3 separate regions of the Capsicum annuum genome follow, and regions 2 and 3 are each linked to region 1. The links are chromatin contacts, called in public Hi-C maps. All regions are on one chromosome and are shown on one strand. The core of a region is the stretch at or near the end of the contact, and the rest is flanking DNA. Distances in the headings are between cores, read along the strand shown.

Region 1 (2,836 bases), core at 266-2,765:
TATGTGTCAACATGACTCGAAAAATCGGATCGTGACAATACTCTTATGTAAAATTTCAATATAATGGCATACATATAATTCAAAATAAAAGAAAAACATAAGTCATAACCTTATTCAATAGTGAATTTTACTTTAATTTAAAAATTAAAATATTAATAAAATTATGCTAAATGTAAAAGGTAAACGTAAAATAAATTTTTAAAAAATAGATAATATGAACAATTGCATAGAATCACAAGAAATAAAAGTTGGGAAATGAGAAGGAAATGAAATATAAATAATATACAATAAAAATATTTTTTAAAATATTAGAATAATAAAAATAATTTGGATAATAGAAATAAAAAATAATTAAAATTAGAAAATAAAAATAGAAATTAAAGGAAAAAATTAAAAAGGTACTAGTTTGTAATTATATCATGTAATTACCAATAATTTACAATCCCCTCATTTTAATTGGAGTGTAATTACCTTATGCCAATTACACCTAATTACCTATTGACCAAGTAATTAGCTGGTTAACCAAACATATCAAACAGTGTTATTATACCTTATTACACCAAATCCAATTCCTAGGATGACTTTTCAAACAAGCCCTATATAAATTGTGACGGAGAAAGCATATACTTCCTCTGTTTCTATTTACTTGTTACATTTTTAAATTGCACACCCCTTAAGAAAAACATTAACTAGAAGGTAATTTAACTAAATTGTCCTTATTTATTACTCATTTTTATTAAATACTTCTCTTTTTTGCATTATATTAATATTTTTTATTTATTTATTAATAATGATAAAAGTGAAAATAAATAACTAATATGCATTATTTTTATGAAATGACAAATATTAAAAAATATTTATTATTTAGATACTACAATCAATAGAGGCACTGATACTACAATAAATAGAAATAACTAATTTGATTAAATTTAGTAATGGTAGTATTTTAGAATTCGATATTGATATTATTTGTTATGCTTAAATTATTTCTTACAAATTGTTGAGTTGTTAGAGGCACTGATATACTAGTTAACAGTTAGTAGTATTTTCTAAAAAATATTTTTTCACTCACCAATCAAACACTAGAAAATATTTTTCTAAAAAATATTCTCTACTCACCAACCAAACACCATCAAATATTTTTTGAAAAATATTTTTCACTCACCAACCAAATATGAGAAAATAAGTAGAAAACCAACTTATTTTCCAGGAAAATATTTTTCAAGAAAACATGGAAAATGTTTTCCATCATACCAAACACACACATAAGGCCACAAGATTCAAAAGATTCTTTATTTTTTTAAATTTTATACTAAGTCAAAGTAGGTCGTTCTTTTTTAAACGGAGGGAGTATAAATCTTCCGTTATAAGATGGTAATCTTCCGTGAGAGGTAACGCCGTTAATATCTCCAAATGGCTGTATCTCATTGGTCAATACCCTCAACCGAATATTCTCCCATAAAATTCCTACTCCCCTTTCTACTTCTACTTGTCTACTGTCTATAAAACTGACCAACCCTTCTCAACACAAGTCAAAAAAGTAGGAAAAAAACAAAACAAACGGAATGAGCGACTCACTAAAGCGAAATTATTGTGTCTGCGAAGAGTTGGGTAGGGGCAAATTCGGTACCGTTTTCAAGTGTTACTCGCTGGCAACCGGTGAGCCATTTGCCGTCAAGTCTATTGATAAACGTCTCATCGCCGATGATGATATAGATCGCCAATGCCTTTACAACGAAGCGAAAATTATGCACTTGCTTTCGCCGAATCCGAACATTGTTCGTATCTTCGATATCTATGAGGATGATGTTCACCTTGATATGGTTTTAGAGCTATGCAACGCCGGCGATTTGTTTCAACGCCTCAGTAGTCGATCAGTGTTCTCCGAGTCCGAAGCTGTCGATGTCATGGTACTGTTTCAGATCACCAAAATCTCACTCGTTGCTGACCAAAATGGGGAAATTTTAGTTTTGCTTCGTAAAATGGCTTGAATCGGAACGATCTACGAAGCGGCACCTTGTTGAATTTTCGAAAATTGGAGGAGGAAGTAAATTGTAAAGCTAAGCGAAGTAGAATTTGAAAAACTTTTTGATTTTTGTTTATCATTGTGACTGATAATTTTTGGTATATACTATCTGTATAGGTACCACTAATGAAGGCAATAGCGCACTGTCACCTTCTCGGCGTAGCACACAGGGACATCAAGCCGGATAACATTTTATTCAACGACTCAAACGAGCTGAAATTGGCTGATTTTGGGTCGGCTGAGTGTTTCCGTGAGGGACAGCTGATAAGCGGCGTAGTAGGGACGCCGTATTACGTGGCACCGGAGGTGTTAGCTGGGAGAAACTACAGTGAGAAGGTTGATATTTGGAGTGCTGGTGTTATTATGTATATAATGCTTGCCGGAGTGCCGCCGTTTTACGGTGAATCGGCGACGGAGATCTTTGAGGCTGTGCTCAGAGCGAACCTTAGGTTTCCGACTAGGATCTTCAATTCAGTAACGCCGGCGGCGAAGGATTTGCTTCGGAGAATGCTATGTAAAGATGTTTCTAGAAGATTCTCTGCCGAACAAGTTCTTAGTAAGTACTAACACCATCTGTTCTGCCTTTAGTTATTTCCTCTTTTGAATTTTTGTGATCTCCGGTCAACTGACTATCAATTTGACTATTGACCAATATTCTCAAATAATAAATACTTCTTCACTTGTTGCTAGCTGGTAGTTTATTTTGCACTTATCTTTTGTATTTGTTATACAATTATTGATTTAAGCTGAGGATCTATCGGAATCTAGGACGGTTTAAAATCAAATTGTATTCAATAAGCCAACCGTAAA
Region 2 (2,827 bases), core at 261-2,760, 360 kb before region 1:
TCATTACTCACGTGCGGTTAAGAAATACTATTGGTGAGACCTGCTCTGATACTAATTGAAATTCAAGAGAGGGGTGAATTAAGAAATTCCTTTGAGTTGAATGACAAGTACTCACAGTCGACTCACCTATAAATTAGTATTCTTAACAAAGAAGATTAGATTTAAGCAAATAAGCAAGAAGATAAATAATTGAAAATAAGAATGCAAAGATTTATCCTAGTTCGGAACATCAATGTGGTGCCTACTTTCAGTCCCCTTGGGTTTCAAAGTTTCCTTAGATCTTTTCAAAGTGGAGTCAAGTACATGAATAGTAAATAAGTTCTAAAACCTATTTTGGTTTTCAGATATTGTGACATAGCCTCAATAGAAAGTTGACCCGATCTTGCTCTTATGTAACTATTGTGAACTTTAAGAAGTACAAAGTTTTATGGAGACTAAGATTAAGACACACTAAGGTATTTTCTTGCACTTGCATGAGTGCTTCGATCCTCAGTCCTTTTCTTTTATACTCTTCAGCTGCTCCAACTTCTTTTCTTCATAAGGAAACCCAAGAGATTTCGTCTCAATCATGGATTTGAATTGGTTCCTTGATTGAGGGATGATACTATATAGTATGTCCATATTTGATATATCCATATATGATAATATTCTTATCACATCCATACACGTTCATATCAGATATATCCATATAAGAGATGCAGTCTTCTTTCTTTTTGCTACTGTGGTGATTGATTCAGGGAGCCAGTAGGTTCCATGATTGATACTGTTCCCAAGTTTAGCATCGATCATCTTGCTATTGGATGCTTTCTTCCTTTTGCAAGATATTCTTGGATATCTTGAATCGATTCTTGAATCTCGTTTAATCTTCTGTATCTTCAGTGCATCCTACAAGATATTTGTTTATTATTTTGTCTTTATTAAAGCATATAGTGAGAGTGTGGGGTTAACATGGACAACTTATATTTCTAAAATATAATTTGTGAAAAATGACTTAACCAATAACCCAAATAAGTCATTTTCCAGACAAAAAAGAGTCTACAAACAACTCTCAATAAAAACATCTGGGTGCTAGAGGCCTGAGATTCATTACTGCACCCACCCCGCGCCCAACAAAACTGCGATTATATCCCCAATCCCCTGGGCATGCACATAGTTAGTTTTAACTTAATTTCTTCTTTAGTTTTGTTTAATCTTTGTTTGACCATTTCAACTAGTCTAATTTTTTTTTTATTTTCATATAATTATTTTATTTAAATGATATTTTATATTTGTTTTAAAAATATATTTAAATTTTAAATATTTAATGTAAAAAATATGATCAATCATAACTTCAACTTCAAATTAAAAATTTCAAATAAAGTGAAGTGTTTTTTTATTTTCATGATCAAACGCTCACTTAATTTCTTGATTGCATCATTTCAGAAGTAATCTTGTTATGGCAAAGACACTTGTACTTAAGGTAATTTCATTATTTTTGATGTAGACGTTACAAAATTTGATTTTCTAATTAAATTAAAATAAAAGTAAGAAGTGGAACAGTCATTACCACAATACTATATATCCACTTAATTGACTAGTATAACATTTTAGGGGGAAAATACTAAAATTTTATTTGACTGAAAAACAGTGGTTTTTTTATGCCTAGCAATTATAAAGAACGCGTCCTTGTATTTAAGGTAACTAAATCCATGTCTCTTTCTCTATAATCACAATTATTTCTAAAAAATATTTTTCATTCACCAATCAAATATTAGAACATATTTTTAAAAAATATCTTTTATTCACCAAGCAAACATAAGAAAATAAGTAAGCATTCATTTATTTTTCAGAAAAATATTTTTAATGGTAACATCTTTTATTCACACTCTTGGTGACTAATAAACATTAGCATACTAGACGATGGATGTCCGTGCGTTCACGGGCCCAATAAATATGATATGACAATAAATATTAATATTCTCATACATATATATAAGCAAAACATGTCAAGAAAATCAAGGCATGTTTTGTGAAACTGATTAAGAGCAGCGAGCCGTGTTGTGCTATTGCGTCGACATCAACTTAACCTTCTCTTCATCTCAAGTCAAGAGAAAAAAGGACACATATTCTCTGCTGGTATCTTTACTTTCAAACCTCTCAATTAGCAAAATCTTTGCAGCCAAAAGCCAAGCATCCAAAGTACTAAAAAGAAATCAACATATCTTCAAAAGTCTGCAATTTCAAATCCCAACCTACATTTTACCCACCAATTCAAGATCCACTAGGTGTTTTGATTCCACCTCTCCCAAGGCTACCTCCTTTGCCAGAACTTCCAGGACTTCTAGTATCACCTGTTCCTAAAGACACAAGCAAACACTTTGATGGAAGTTTATGCAATTGAGAAGAGATTAGAAGGTCAAGGAAAGAATTTATGACATAATCGAATTAGCGGCATGGATTGCAAGTTAATTTCAAAAAATAATTATAGTTAGCACTGTTCATGTGTCCCAAAGTTAGTTAGAACAATCCCAGAGTTAGTTAGTTAGCACTGTAGTGACAGTTATCCAATTTTACTCATTTCTCTCTACTAATATTCTATCCTAAAATTTCCAGTTTGTTCAAAAATAAAACTTTAGACCTTGATCTAAATTATAAATTAATAAGTTGCAAGAGAAATAAAGATATAATTATTTGCTAAATAATTATACAAAAAAGAATGACCCATTTTTATGTTACATCAATTCGAGTTTGCTTGGTCAATTCAATTAAGACCTTATAGTACAGTCACATTCTGTAGTCCAATTATTGTTTCTACTTTTGTATTTGTATTTTCTAAGTCTATAAGAAG
Region 3 (2,711 bases), core at 50-2,549, 490 kb before region 1:
GAAGACAATAGGGGCGGGTGGGTATAAAGAAGACGACGAAGAAGGGGGGTTTCCTTTTTAAAAAATAATTAAGAAGTTATAATAATTAAATTTAATAAAATAATTTAAATATAAGTTTTTTAATTAAAAATATTATTTATTCTATTATTAAAAAAACTTGAGCCGTCAGTGCCACTTGGCATGTTTTTATTTATTATTTAGGCAAAAAATCATGCTTCACGCGCCTCTAGTGAGTGAAAAACACGTGTAGTGCCATGTAGGCAAAAAATGTTCAATTGAAACAAAATGTGGATGGTTTAGGGGCCTGATAGGAACAGGCCTTAGTTTAGGTTTCTAAGTGAATTTTGACAACAAGTTTGAGTGTCTATCGATGCCTTTGGCCTGTGTATGTGCGCGCGTGTGCTGTGTATAAATGATAGATATTTTTATAATGAAAAAAAATAATTTTCTGCTTCTTTCAAAAGTATAAAAATTGTTTCTGCTTAATTTAAAAACACTTTTGCAATTTTATCAAACACCCTTCTTTTAAAAAAAAGTATTTTTTCTTTAAAAAAATATTTTTTTGAAGAAACAAGTAATCCCAACCAGACTATTAATAGAATACCATACCATACCATACCATACCGTGGGAAACCATCATCCAAATATAGTGTAATAGGACTGAGTAGGTCACTATTTTTTAATTTTATTTTACAAATTAATTATTAAATAATCTAAAGAAACAAGGGTAAAAAAATGATGTTGTCTATTGCAAAAAGTTCAAATCACTTTTCTAAGATTATCATACTTTTAATATAGTATAGATTAACTGTATGCAACTCACATCAATCGAATATTTATGGTCATCAAAGTCCACTACTTTATTTTTGTGTATATGTCTCCAAATTAAAGCTATAGATAAAGGTAGTAAATTGAATCGTAGCGTAGACGGGCAAAGGCACCGAGCTAGGGCCATGAATGTCATCATTATGTCATCTCTATACTTGTCTCATAGAATCTTCGACTCTGATATCAGTGTTTGGATTAAAATAATTCAAAATTATTTTTAACATGGTGCGATATGTCCAATTTGGGTCAAGACTCCATAATTTTTAACTATACTTTATATGTAACTTCTTTTTTTCTTTTGAGCTACGCAATATAAGACTTTATTCATTAATAGAGTATCCATGATCACCGAAGTCCATTACTTCATTTTTTTGCATGTGTCTCCAAAACTACAGATAAAGTTAGGACCCGAATGCCATCAATTTGTCATCTATATACCTACCCATTGGCTCCGATACTAATGGTTAAGCTAAAACATTTTTAAAATACTTTTAACATATTATGATATCATCCCTTTGAACCAAACTCCAATAATTTCAACACCACCTTATATGTATCTTCTTTTTTTCATCTTTTCAGCTATCTATCCATAATTTTGTTTTCACACCCAACAATTTCCCTTTGACTAAAACTCATAATATTATTCATCGCTATATGTTCTAAATTATCTAGAGATTAATTTATGTCACCCACATCAACTAAGTATTTATGATCACCATAATTTGTTGCTATTTTTTATCTATGTATCTCCAAAGCTATGAGTAAAGATAGAAAATTGGTTTGTAGACAGATATAGTCACTAAGTCGAGCATCATGCCATCAATCTAACTATACCCAATAATCTTCCCTTCAAACTAAGTTCTACAATAGTCATCATCTCGTGGGATTCTTTGGTGATTAATTAACTACATGTCACCCACATCCGCCGCCGTTCCCTTTAACATTATCGCCAACAATAGCTTCTTCAAGGGGAGGGAGGAAGAAGGAAATGGAGATATGAAAGTGGGTTATCTTTCATGAGTTGAGACTTGAGTAATGAAAATGATCGTGAGTGATAAGTATCTGGATCGAATCGCGGGTTATCTTTCATGAGTTGACACATCGAATCGCGAGTTATCTTCCATGAGTTTGAGACTTGGGTATAATGAAAATGGTAGTGAGTGATAAGGATCTGGATCGAACGGATTTTGGTTCAGATATGTTTTTTTAAGTGGTAGATTGGGTTTTACCTTTTAGAGTGTGCCACATGTTTGTTCTGTCAAATGAGGGATAAATTTAGAACTTTCACTAATGGCAGCAGTATAAATAGTCAAAAGTATAAGGGGGAGTAAAATTAAACAATTATATAGTCTAACAATTCCACCTTAGAAAATGATCCCATGCTTTGACTTCATAAAATAAAATAAAAGTCTTTTATCATTTAGTGGTACTTCCTTTCTTCTCCGGTTTGAGCTTTGATTTCTCTAGCAGATAAAAAGAAAATGGTTGTCACAGATGAACATAGCTATGACAGAACAAGTGAATTAATAGCTTTTGATAACACACGAGCTGGTGTCAAAGGTCTAGTTGATGCAGGAGTTACAAAAGTCCCAAAAATTTTCTACACCCCAGAAGATGCATATACTAAGGCATGTCCAAATGATCCTGAAAAAACCCAATTAAATATTCCTGTTATAGACTTAGATGTCATCAGTAAAGATCCAGTTCAACGTAAGGAGATCGTTGAAAAGATCCGTGATGCATCGGAAGTGTGGGGTTTCTTTCAAGTGGTCAATCATGGAATTCCTCAAAGTGTTTTGGAAGAAATGTTGAATGGTGTTAGGAGATTCTATGAGCAAGATACTGAGGTCAAGAAACAATGGTATACGCGGAATACCTCAAAA

Evidence for each region. A called contact is a pair of places that touch in the nucleus more often than the background predicts.
Region 2: a Hi-C map of leaf shows a contact between it and region 1, with 2.5 times the contacts expected there. The contact joins the enhancer-like site here to the promoter of LOC107873195 in region 1. A contact is called at or near these places in 2 of 5 Hi-C or Micro-C datasets (leaf and placenta).
Region 3: a contact with region 1 is called in a Hi-C map of leaf, with 2.4 times the contacts expected there. The contact joins the promoter of LOC107873198 here to the promoter of LOC107873195 in region 1. A contact is called at or near these places in 2 of 5 Hi-C or Micro-C datasets (leaf and placenta).

Annotation. Positions count from the first base shown.
Region 1 is chr6:140,136,054-140,138,889 of UCD10Xv1.1, forward strand. LOC107873195 (phosphoenolpyruvate carboxylase kinase 1) reads left to right here and starts at 1,516. Exons shown (of 3, transcript XM_016719943.2): 1 at 1,516-1,910; 2 at 2,144-2,582. The coding sequence starts at 1,566.
Region 2 is chr6:139,776,516-139,779,342 of UCD10Xv1.1, forward strand. It overlaps LOC107873197 (a long non-coding RNA gene), which reads right to left. Exons shown (of 2, transcript XR_001675168.2): 2 at 1,796-2,336. Among protein-coding and RNA genes, the nearest start is that of LOC107873197, 4.1 kb to the right of the region's middle. Within about 2 kb of position 1,511, at least 3 of the 5 cell types and tissues checked have an H3K27ac peak or open chromatin away from gene starts, as enhancers often do. A contact at or near this core is called in leaf, where this site is marked.
Region 3 is chr6:139,647,535-139,650,245 of UCD10Xv1.1, forward strand. LOC107873198 (1-aminocyclopropane-1-carboxylate oxidase homolog 1) reads left to right here and starts at 1,300. Exons shown (of 3, transcript XM_016719945.2): 1 at 1,300-2,711. The coding sequence starts at 2,310.